Regions from separate parts of the Mus musculus genome. Here region 1 is linked to region 2. A link is a contact called in public ChIA-PET data. All regions are on one chromosome and are shown on one strand. The core of a region is the stretch at or near the end of the contact, and the rest is flanking DNA. Distances in the headings are between cores, read along the strand shown.

The links. ChIA-PET counts read pairs in DNA pulled down with a chosen protein or histone mark.
Region 1: an RNA polymerase II ChIA-PET map of memory CD8 T cells shows a contact between it and region 2, with 11 read pairs. The contact joins the promoter of Timm8b here to the promoter of Pou2af1 in region 2. A contact is called at or near these places in 1 of 39 promoter capture datasets (pre-B cells), 1 of 115 datasets of contacts at active chromatin or transcription factors (memory CD8 T cells) and 1 of 9 other capture datasets (adipose tissue).

Annotation. Positions count from the first base shown.
Region 1 is chr9:50,601,485-50,605,710 of GRCm38.p6, reverse strand. It overlaps Timm8b (translocase of inner mitochondrial membrane 8B), which reads right to left and starts at 1,810. Exons shown (of 2, transcript NM_013897.2): 1 at 1,672-1,810; 2 at 391-778. The coding sequence starts at 1,755. The coding sequence ends at 611. It overlaps Sdhd (succinate dehydrogenase complex, subunit D, integral membrane protein), which reads left to right and starts at 1,862. Exons shown (of 4, transcript NM_025848.3): 1 at 1,862-1,973. The coding sequence starts at 1,922. It overlaps Nkapd1 (NKAP domain containing 1), which reads left to right. Exons shown (of 6, transcript NM_212449.2): 6 at 1-471.
Region 2 is chr9:51,212,278-51,217,069 of GRCm38.p6, reverse strand. It overlaps Pou2af1 (POU domain, class 2, associating factor 1), which reads right to left and starts at 3,380. Exons shown (of 5, transcript NM_011136.2): 1 at 3,269-3,380. The coding sequence starts at 3,284.

The sequences.
Region 1 (4,226 bases), core at 561-3,060, 610 kb after region 2:
GCTACAAATGTACTGATTCTAAGCACAGACTCGGGAAGATTGTCCTGCAGAATAAGGCACTTCCAAGTTTGAGTTTTGACCTTACCTTCCTCCCATACAACAGACATATCTTTTCTCCAGGGAAAGCACATTTTGCCTGATTTAACACCCCTGCCCCACCACCCCGCACTGTTCTATCTTTTCTTGGTCACATAAGCAATAAAATTGTTTCTGTTCTAATCCATGCCTTAGGCTAAGGCTTTGATGGTTCCTCTAATCCCCTTAACAGTGGTTTAGGACTACTTTTGAAAACCTGTCTCTCCCATTTCCACGATCAGCTCTGGAACATGTATTAGTGTTCCTGAGAGATGATTATGTTGAATCCTAAATTGGGATTTAGAAGAACAAGAATTGGAGACTTCACATTTATTAACTGGTGTGATACAAGTTGGAATTACTGAATTCCCATAAATAAAATTTCACTTTTGAACATTTGCTCTGTTACTTTTTAACACCAACAGACTTTGTAACTGCCTGACGCTAACCTGACAGGTTGGCAGGTCTTTCACCACTGGCCATTCAATCTGCTTGGTAACAAGTCTTTTGGTCTTCTGTCATTCTAAGGTATGGCCTACTGCCCTCCTTTCTGTACGATCTGGGCAAACCGACCGGTGATGGCAAGAGTAGTGTCAATGAAGCGATCCACACAGCTAGAGAGGCAGTTTTCAGTGCGGGAGTCTAGCCGACTTCCTGGCTTCTCCACACACTTATCCCAACATAGTTCCATGAAGTGATGCACCTAAGGGCAGAGAAAAACCTTTTTTAGTCATTAGGGTATGAGATATCTTAGTTCATCATTCTGTGATATTTAATAGCATATTGTAGGATCACTTCAGGACTACTCTTTCTTTACTTTGTCACCAGTAACAGCCCCAGATCAGTAAATTCTCATTAGAACTCATTCTTTTGCAGAGAGATGATGGGGCAGGTCTTTAATCCCAGCACTTGGGAGTCAGAGGCAGGTGGATCTCAGAGTTAAGGCCAGCCTGGTCTACAGAGGGAGTTGCAAGACAGCCAGGCTAACAGAGAAACCCTGTCTTCAAACCAACGATTCATACTTTCACAATTCTCAAAGCAACTAGCAGTACTATTAAATCAGAGGAAGTCAGGACATTAACCTGTCGGTTCTTGATAGCTATCAGTACTTCCAAGGTTATCTTGATTGAACGGTTAAAACCCTAGTAGGAAATACGCTGTCCCACACCAAATGAGTCAACACTGATAGCTGCAGGGCTCATCTTTCTCTAATAATGATCACCATTTACAAATACATCATCACATTATCCAATGCAGAGGCAGCGGGCAACAACGAACCCAGATCTCATGGTGAGGACGGGTGTCTTGTCTCCAGGCACCTGTGCTCCAAGGTCGGAACCCAGAGATTCCGAGTGCCATTCCCGACCAGCGACCAGCTAATAACCGCATGCTCCTGTGGCCCAAACCTTTCCGCTGTTTTCGAACCCTTTCCTCCCACGCAGCGCTTGCCTCCCGGGCACTGAGCACTGTAGATCACTGGGGCGGGAGGCGCAGCCCGGATCGAGTGGGGCCGCTGTGCCGCAGTGTCCAGAGCTCCGTGAGTGCCCGGGATCTGCGCCTCACCCTCCTTCCCCTGTTCCTTCCTCATCCTCGTACCTGCGCAGTGAATTGCGCCTTCTGCTGTTCGGCGGCCACCAGGCGTTGTAACTCCGCTTCGTCCGCTTCACCAAGCTCGGCCATTGTCGGAGTCAGGCGCTTCGCTGGGGTGCGCACGCGCGGTGGCAGCGCACCGTCTCCTGCCTTCCGGTTCACGCTTCAGGTTGCCTCACCGTTCTTTTACGCGGGGCGGGACTTACTACATAACTGTTTCCGGGTTGTAGAGTGACCTTGAGCCCTCGAAAGCGACATGGCGGTTCTCTTAAAGCTGGGCGTTCTCTGCAGTGGCCAAGGAGCTCGAGGTGAGGTGTCTTGGCCATCAAAGGTTCTTGCTGCAGGCTGAAGCAGGGGAGAGGAAGGAGTTAGAGCTCGCCCGCTGGGTGGTGGGACGTCTTGAGAGGAGGGAACTTGCTCTTGTGCCCTCGAGGCACCACCTATGCGGACGCAACGTTGACCGCTATAGCCTAAAGGCCCAAGTGTTTACGTGCTGGCTGGTGTCCCCAGCTCGTACTTTCCGCTTCTGCACTGTGGTTGTGACCCCGGGCTAATATGAAAACAAACTCCTATTTGAGTGTGGATGGAAGGAGTCCGTTTGATAATTTGTTCTGAGTGGCTTGCTGTGTAGTGCTGTCTTCCTCGATCTAGCCATGTAGACAAGACTAACCTAGAGCTTGCCGGGAGCCCCGTGACTGCTCCCGAGGGCTGCCATAAAAACCGTGCACCCTCACTCAGGGCTTCGATAATCATTTTAACCAGGCATTTTACCTATACCAGGCGCCTAAGAGGCTAGTATATAAACACGAATTAAACAGTTTCAACCCTCGAAGAACTTCTTGTGTGGGGGCTACAGGCAAAGTAAAGCAAAACCTGTTGTGTTATGTAGACATTATTGAGTGCAGAGAACGTTTGGGGTACTTGCTTTGAAAGGACTAACCTGCCTTGGCTCTGCAGGGAATTACATCCTATAGTAACCGAGAGCAGCAAAAACCAAAGTGAGGGGCTATAAAGATGCACAGGGTGCGATAAAATGGAACAAATACAGTAATATCTGTGAAAGTCAAAGTGTAATCTAGAAAGGCAAAATGGAACTAAGCCACAGGACTTACTTTATTCTCTTTTGAAAATACAGTCTCTCTGTTGCCCAGGTTGGGAGTAAGATCGAAAGGTTTGATAGGTTTACAATCTTGGTTTATTTTTGCTGTTACTGTTGTTGCTTAGGCTGCCCTGGAACTTGTCCTGTCTCAGCCTCCAGAGTAGCTGGGGTGCACCACCTGCCCTCACAATCTTTCCCTTTTGAGCCCAGCATCTCATGCTTGCTGAGCGTGTGCCCTGTTGCCAGACTATACAAGCCTCAGCCTCAGCCTAGACTTAGGTTAGTAACAGTGTAGTAGATGGATGACCTTGGTGGAGATAGAGGAGGTTCCGACCCAAGTCATGGAGATGAGATAGATGAGATAAGCACGCTGCGGCAGCCAGGCAGGTGAAGTCCTGAGCTTGGAAGGGAAAGGGAGAAGAAGGCAGTCTCAGGAAGTGTTAAGGAGCTGTGTCAGTAGGATTTGGTGATTTATAGAGGGAACTACCTGGCTGGCTATTGGTTATTACTTGAATTAGCTGCGTGGAGTTATTCGATCATGACTAGTTGGAACAGACATGAGGTGTATGAAAAACAGTTCCACAGCTGAACAGTTGGGAAGTGGCAGATGGCTTAGGCCACACTTAACAGAAGCAAGACTAGAACGAGCTCAGGCCTGCTTTCACAGGCTGGTGATTCTAGTGCTTGGTGCTGGAAATGGGAGGGTCAAAAGGTTCAAGGTCATGGGGCAAGGGACAAAGAGCAAGGCAACTCTCTGAGTTAGAAGCTAGCCTGGTCTGCATAGAGAGTTCCAGGCCAGCCAGAGCAAACAGTGAAACCCTATAACCACCTTCCACCCCTCCAACTCTACCATGCATGCCTTCAAAATAAATAAATAAATAAATAAAGACAGGAGAGAAAATATTAAATTATCTATTTGTGTATGTATGCAGTTAGCATTCTGGGAGCTCATTAAACCTTTGTTTACTTTGTCTAGTTTTTAGCAGTGTTAGGAAGTAAATGCAGTTGTTGACTGTGTTGGCTAGTTTTTGCCTACTTGATGCAACTTAGTCAGTTGGAAAGAGGGAACTTAACTGAAGAATCGCTTCCAGTGGATTAGCCCTTGGCCATGTCTGTGAGTGAGTTTCTTGACTGATGTGGAAGGGCCCAGGCCCCTGTGGGTAGCACTATCTATTGTAGACAGTTGTGCCCGGGCTGAATAATAAGGCTAGTGAGCGTGAGCCATGGAGCAGGCCAGTAAGCACCGCTCCCCTGTGGTTTCCACTTCAGTTTCTACTTGATTGCTTGCCCTGGTTTCCCTCAACGCTGGACAGTGAGCTAGAATCGGAAGCTGAAGTAAACACTTTGTTCCCCTAAGTTGATTTTGGTCATGGTATTTACATAGTAACAGAAAGCAAACTAGAACACTTTTCTACAGCTATTTAAATTAGCTGCTTATCATCCCATGGCTAATCTCTGATGT
Region 2 (4,792 bases), core at 2,131-4,630:
GCATGTTAACTCATGTGAAATTTAATTGTTGCAGTGTTCTCTCTATCTTAAAATTTTAATGGAAACCATGGTAAGAATTGTGTCTACATCAGTTTAGCAAAGGAAGGGGCATGTGGGTGGGGACAGAGGAAGACAAAGCATGATGACACATATGTAGGAAGATGCCATGATGAAACACATGACTTTGGTTTTTTTGTTTGTTTGGTTGGTTGGTTTTTTGTTTTTTTGTTTTTCGAGACAGGGTTTCTCTGTGTAGCCCTGGCTGTCCTGGAACTCACTTTGTATACCAGGCTGGCCTTGAACTCAGAAATCCGCCTGCCTCTGCCTCCCAAGTGCTGGGATTAAAGGCGTGTGCCACCACGCCCCAACACGTGACTTTGTATATGAGCCTATCTTTCTAATTAGCAGAGAAAGAGCAAACTTTTTGGAGACTGCTTGCATACAGAATATAGTGGACTATAACCAACGGTTAACATAAAACCCAAGCTGGCGTCCCAGTACGTCAGACAATACTGGCCAGAGGCAGTTACATTCCTTACTTAGATTGTCACAGACACTTTGAGAGGCACACGTTCAAATCTCCACATTAAGAGTGAAGAAGAGATGACATTACTCAGCTGCAGAGCCAATTGTCACATGCAACCCTGTGCACACTAGTTCTCATCTACATGAGACAGAGACGTCTCTCATGTAAGAGGCCAAATCTTTTAAATTCAGACTCCATTCTAGAGACCTAAAGTTTGAACTCAGGTAAACTAACAGGCTGGTACCTAGCATTCGTTTCCAAGTTGCCCCCCAGCAAAACCAGAGCCTAGCTCCAGTCTCCAGGCTAATCCCCAAGAAGACCAGCATCTCCAGGTTATTCCCCTGCAACAAACCTGCACCCCCAGATAACAAGCCTGCCATCTGCCTAACGACCACCAATGCAGCGGAAAGCAGAAGTTAAGTTTATGATATGACTCCCAGCACCAGCCAATTATGTTGAAGGTCACAATAGCTTTCCAATTCGATGCTTACTATAAAGCCTTGCCCCACGATGATGGTGTACAGGGAGATGGGTTGATTAGGTTAGCTCGAATAAAGACTCTGCTGTGAGTTGCATCAGATGGGCTCCTATCTTGGGATAGGAGATGAAGGGGGATCAAACACTTCCTTGGCACTACAAATGCAGAACCTAAGGAGAAAGTCTGAAGATGGACCAACATCTTTATCTGGCTGACAGTGGAGAGGACCTCATAGCCAGGGCTGGGACCTCCAGGTTTCCACATCTCAATGTGAACAGTTCTGAGCTTTGTCACACTGTTCTCCCATCTTAACCAAAGCCTGTGTTCCCCCATGAGTCCACTAACAGGAGTCAGAGGCCAAGCAGGCAGGAGGCAACAGGGGCAATATGATTGTTTTCTTAACTCTCTCCAACGCCCTGGGTACAGTCATTTTAGCTCAAGCCTGAAGGGCGTTTTCTGAAAAAAAGAAAGTGCCTTTTCAGCACTCCCAGTGTCTGATTTCAAACCCTGCCCTCCCCGCCTGCGCTGGCACTGCCTAGACTTCACTCACTTCCCACAAGTCTTAGTCAGCCATATGACCAGGGTAAAGGGATAGGTCTGTTGCACAAGGCCTGCTCTTGTTTTCCTTCAAGCCCCCAAAAGACAGTTTAAGAGAGTTTATGAGCAAGAAGCAAGACCTCTAACAACTCTCCAAAAGAAAATCTGTTCATCCCTTAAGAGGCACTGGAGGAGAGAAAATGGATTATGTAACAATGAGATGCTATGGGGGCTTTTTCATACAGGCAAACAGCCCATACCTCAGGGCTAACACCAGGGCAGAGCACCCGGCAGAATTCTGGCCGCCCCGTCAACTTATTAAGAGCAGTTATACATGGTGGGATTACTTTTCACTCCATTCTAAATATGCAAACTCTAAGAGTTTAAAAACTAAAAGCAGCTCACACAAAACTCAAGTGATTTCACTTGAAGCAAGAGGGCATATTGGCACTTTGAAGGACATTAAAATCCATGTTCCTACAATCTCATAGTATTTACAATGGTGTTGGCTGCCACTCCGCTTCCAGAAAGATAAGGTTTTGCTCTGGTCACCTTTTTGGATGAGTTCTAAGCTACCCAAACTAGAATCTGTGGTCAGAAATCTCAAGTCCAAATCAAAGTTCATTTATTTTTATTTAAACAAAAAAGTCTTGCCCATATCAACAATGGGGTTAGTAAACTGAGGCACGTTGGGATTGCTTCTCTGAGTCACAGATGAAAAGAGTCAATTTCAAAGAATTTGGGAATAGGTGGGTGATAAGGGGACTATGTCACACTCTAATCAATGGAACACTATTGTCAGATTACTTTTTATAAGTAAAACCACGATTTCTTTTTCTTCTAATCTGGATTATCACATAAATTTGATTGAGGAATGCTATGCCTAAACCAATAAAAGATGTTTTATGGAATTAAACATCTTACAAAGAAAGATAGGGAAATTATAGCTCTTTGCTTGAGGAAGTACAGTCCTGAGCCTTAATAAGGTTCCCCTTTTGCAAGACTCTTGAGTTGACTTTATTTGCCTCGTGAAAGGAATGTTGTAAAGAATGTCTATATAGCCTCCGTTATCGATAACACAAGATTTTTTTCAATCCACAGAATGGAAAATACAGTTCATGGTTTGTTCCATTCAAGTCCAGGGATTAAAAATCAAGGTCAAAGATAAACAGTTTTTTTTTTGCAGTGGAACACAAAACCAACCATTGCCACAGAATAAGGAAGAAAGTGAAAAGAGGAGAGAGAGAGAGAGAGAGAGAGAGAGAGAGAGAGAGAGGTTTCATAAGACTGAGTTTCCACCCCATCCCTACACATCTACAGGAGGGAACCAACTCTGGCAGAATTCAGCTAGAAGTGGGCCAACAAAACTCAATAACAACCTGCAGAACTGGGGTCCATGAAAGGAAAGGTCCTCACGTGAAGAACGGCTCCTAACCCATATCATATGTGGTTTCCGTCTCATGAATCATAATCTGCCCTTCTGTCACCTCAGTGATTCATGCACAGAATCGGAGATGCAATGAGCTGTCCCCACCTTGGGACACTGGTTCATTCCCCCAGGTTGGAAAATGAGCATCATCTCCAACAGGCTCCATCTCACCCACCTCAGCCCTCCATGCCCCCGAGGCCCTGACGAGACTGGGTGCTCCCATCACCAACAGTAGCTCTCTATTCCTGGACCCTGCCTCTGCTTACTTGGCTCTGACAGCCACAAGCAAAGCACTTACATTTTTGCCAGAGCATGGCTTGTGACAGGATGTTGCCTTTTCTCTTTGAAGCAGACAGTTTGGCTTCTTTAATGTGACTGGGCGTGCTTTCCTCCCGTGGAACCACCGTTTACTCTGAGGCTGTTTCTTCAGCTTTTTAAAGGCCCGAGTTCCCGCTGAGAGGGGCCACGTCATCACATCCTCCTACCTCAGGCAGAGCTGTACTTTTTTTTCTTCAGCAACACCGCCTGTCAACCCACTGTGTGCACCCCCAAGGCCCCCACTGGCTGGAGAGTGCTTGAGACACAGGGCCAGCCAATTGGGACTAACCACCATACAGCACAGGAGGCCAAGGCCATTTGCACACAGCCACGGTGTTATGCCACATAGGAGGAGCATGAGAGTCTGTATGAACGCAAAAGGGTGGACCATGAGGTCAAGGATCAGCGCTCCTTGAGCGATGAGGGGTCCAAAGGATAATACAGACAACACCGAGCTTTCTCTGGCACTCACATACAGTTCCACACTATCAGGCCATTTACAGGACTGACCTTACCATTGGTCCCAGCTCGACGGGAAATGCGATTCCCAGGGGTCACTATTCTCACCATGGGAGGAAACACCTGCCCTCTCTTCAAGCCTCACTAACCAGCCTCCTCGTTCTCGGTGTTGCTTTTCTGTTTATTCCACTTTAAAATGTAACGGCTCCTCCCCTGGCCCCAGTCCCTGGCAAAATGGCGGCATGTAATATTGTTTAAATATAGGGGTCCCTGTTTCAGACGGTTGGTTATGTACACAGAAAGGGGGAACCGACTCGCTCAAAGAAGAAACAGAGACACTCAGGCTTCTTAACTGAAGCTGATTTCCCAAAGGTGACTTAATGGATTTAGGAGTACCAGCTTATCATAATCCTAGGACCCCAACACGGCTAATGGAAAGCCTCTCAAAGAAAGAGTAATGGATTCCCCATCCGCAGTACATACAGTATGGGGCTACATTCTGCCACTGTGTGTCTGAAACAGACTCATAGGCTCCATTCCAGTGACCCAGTTACTCTCAGGTCAAGATCATATGGTTATACCCCCGGGGTAGTCCAGAGTCCTTGCTGGTTTGCCTTCCATGGTGCCTCAGAGTGATCTAATGCATTCTGGGTCTGATCCTTCATTCTCCAGTGTTAAAAGCCTTGCCCTAAAGGACTACAGCTCAGTAAGGTAGCACTTGACTGGAATGGGTAAGCCTGAGGTTCACACTCCAGTACCACCCTTTAGCCACAGAGCTGAGACACTAAAGCCTTTCACAGTGAGCCAGTTGCAAGCTCTTTTTTTTTTTTTTTTTTTTTTTTTGGTTCCGAAACAGGGTTTCTCTGTGTAGCCCTGGCTGTCCTGGAACTCACTCTGTAGACCAGGCTGGCCTCGAACTCAGAAATCCACCTGTCTCTGCCTCCCGAGTGCTGGGATTAAAGGCATGTGCCACCACGCCCGGACGTTTTTTTTTTTTAACTTATTGGCCTCACCTGCTGGTACTCTCTCCCTGTCTTCCCCATCT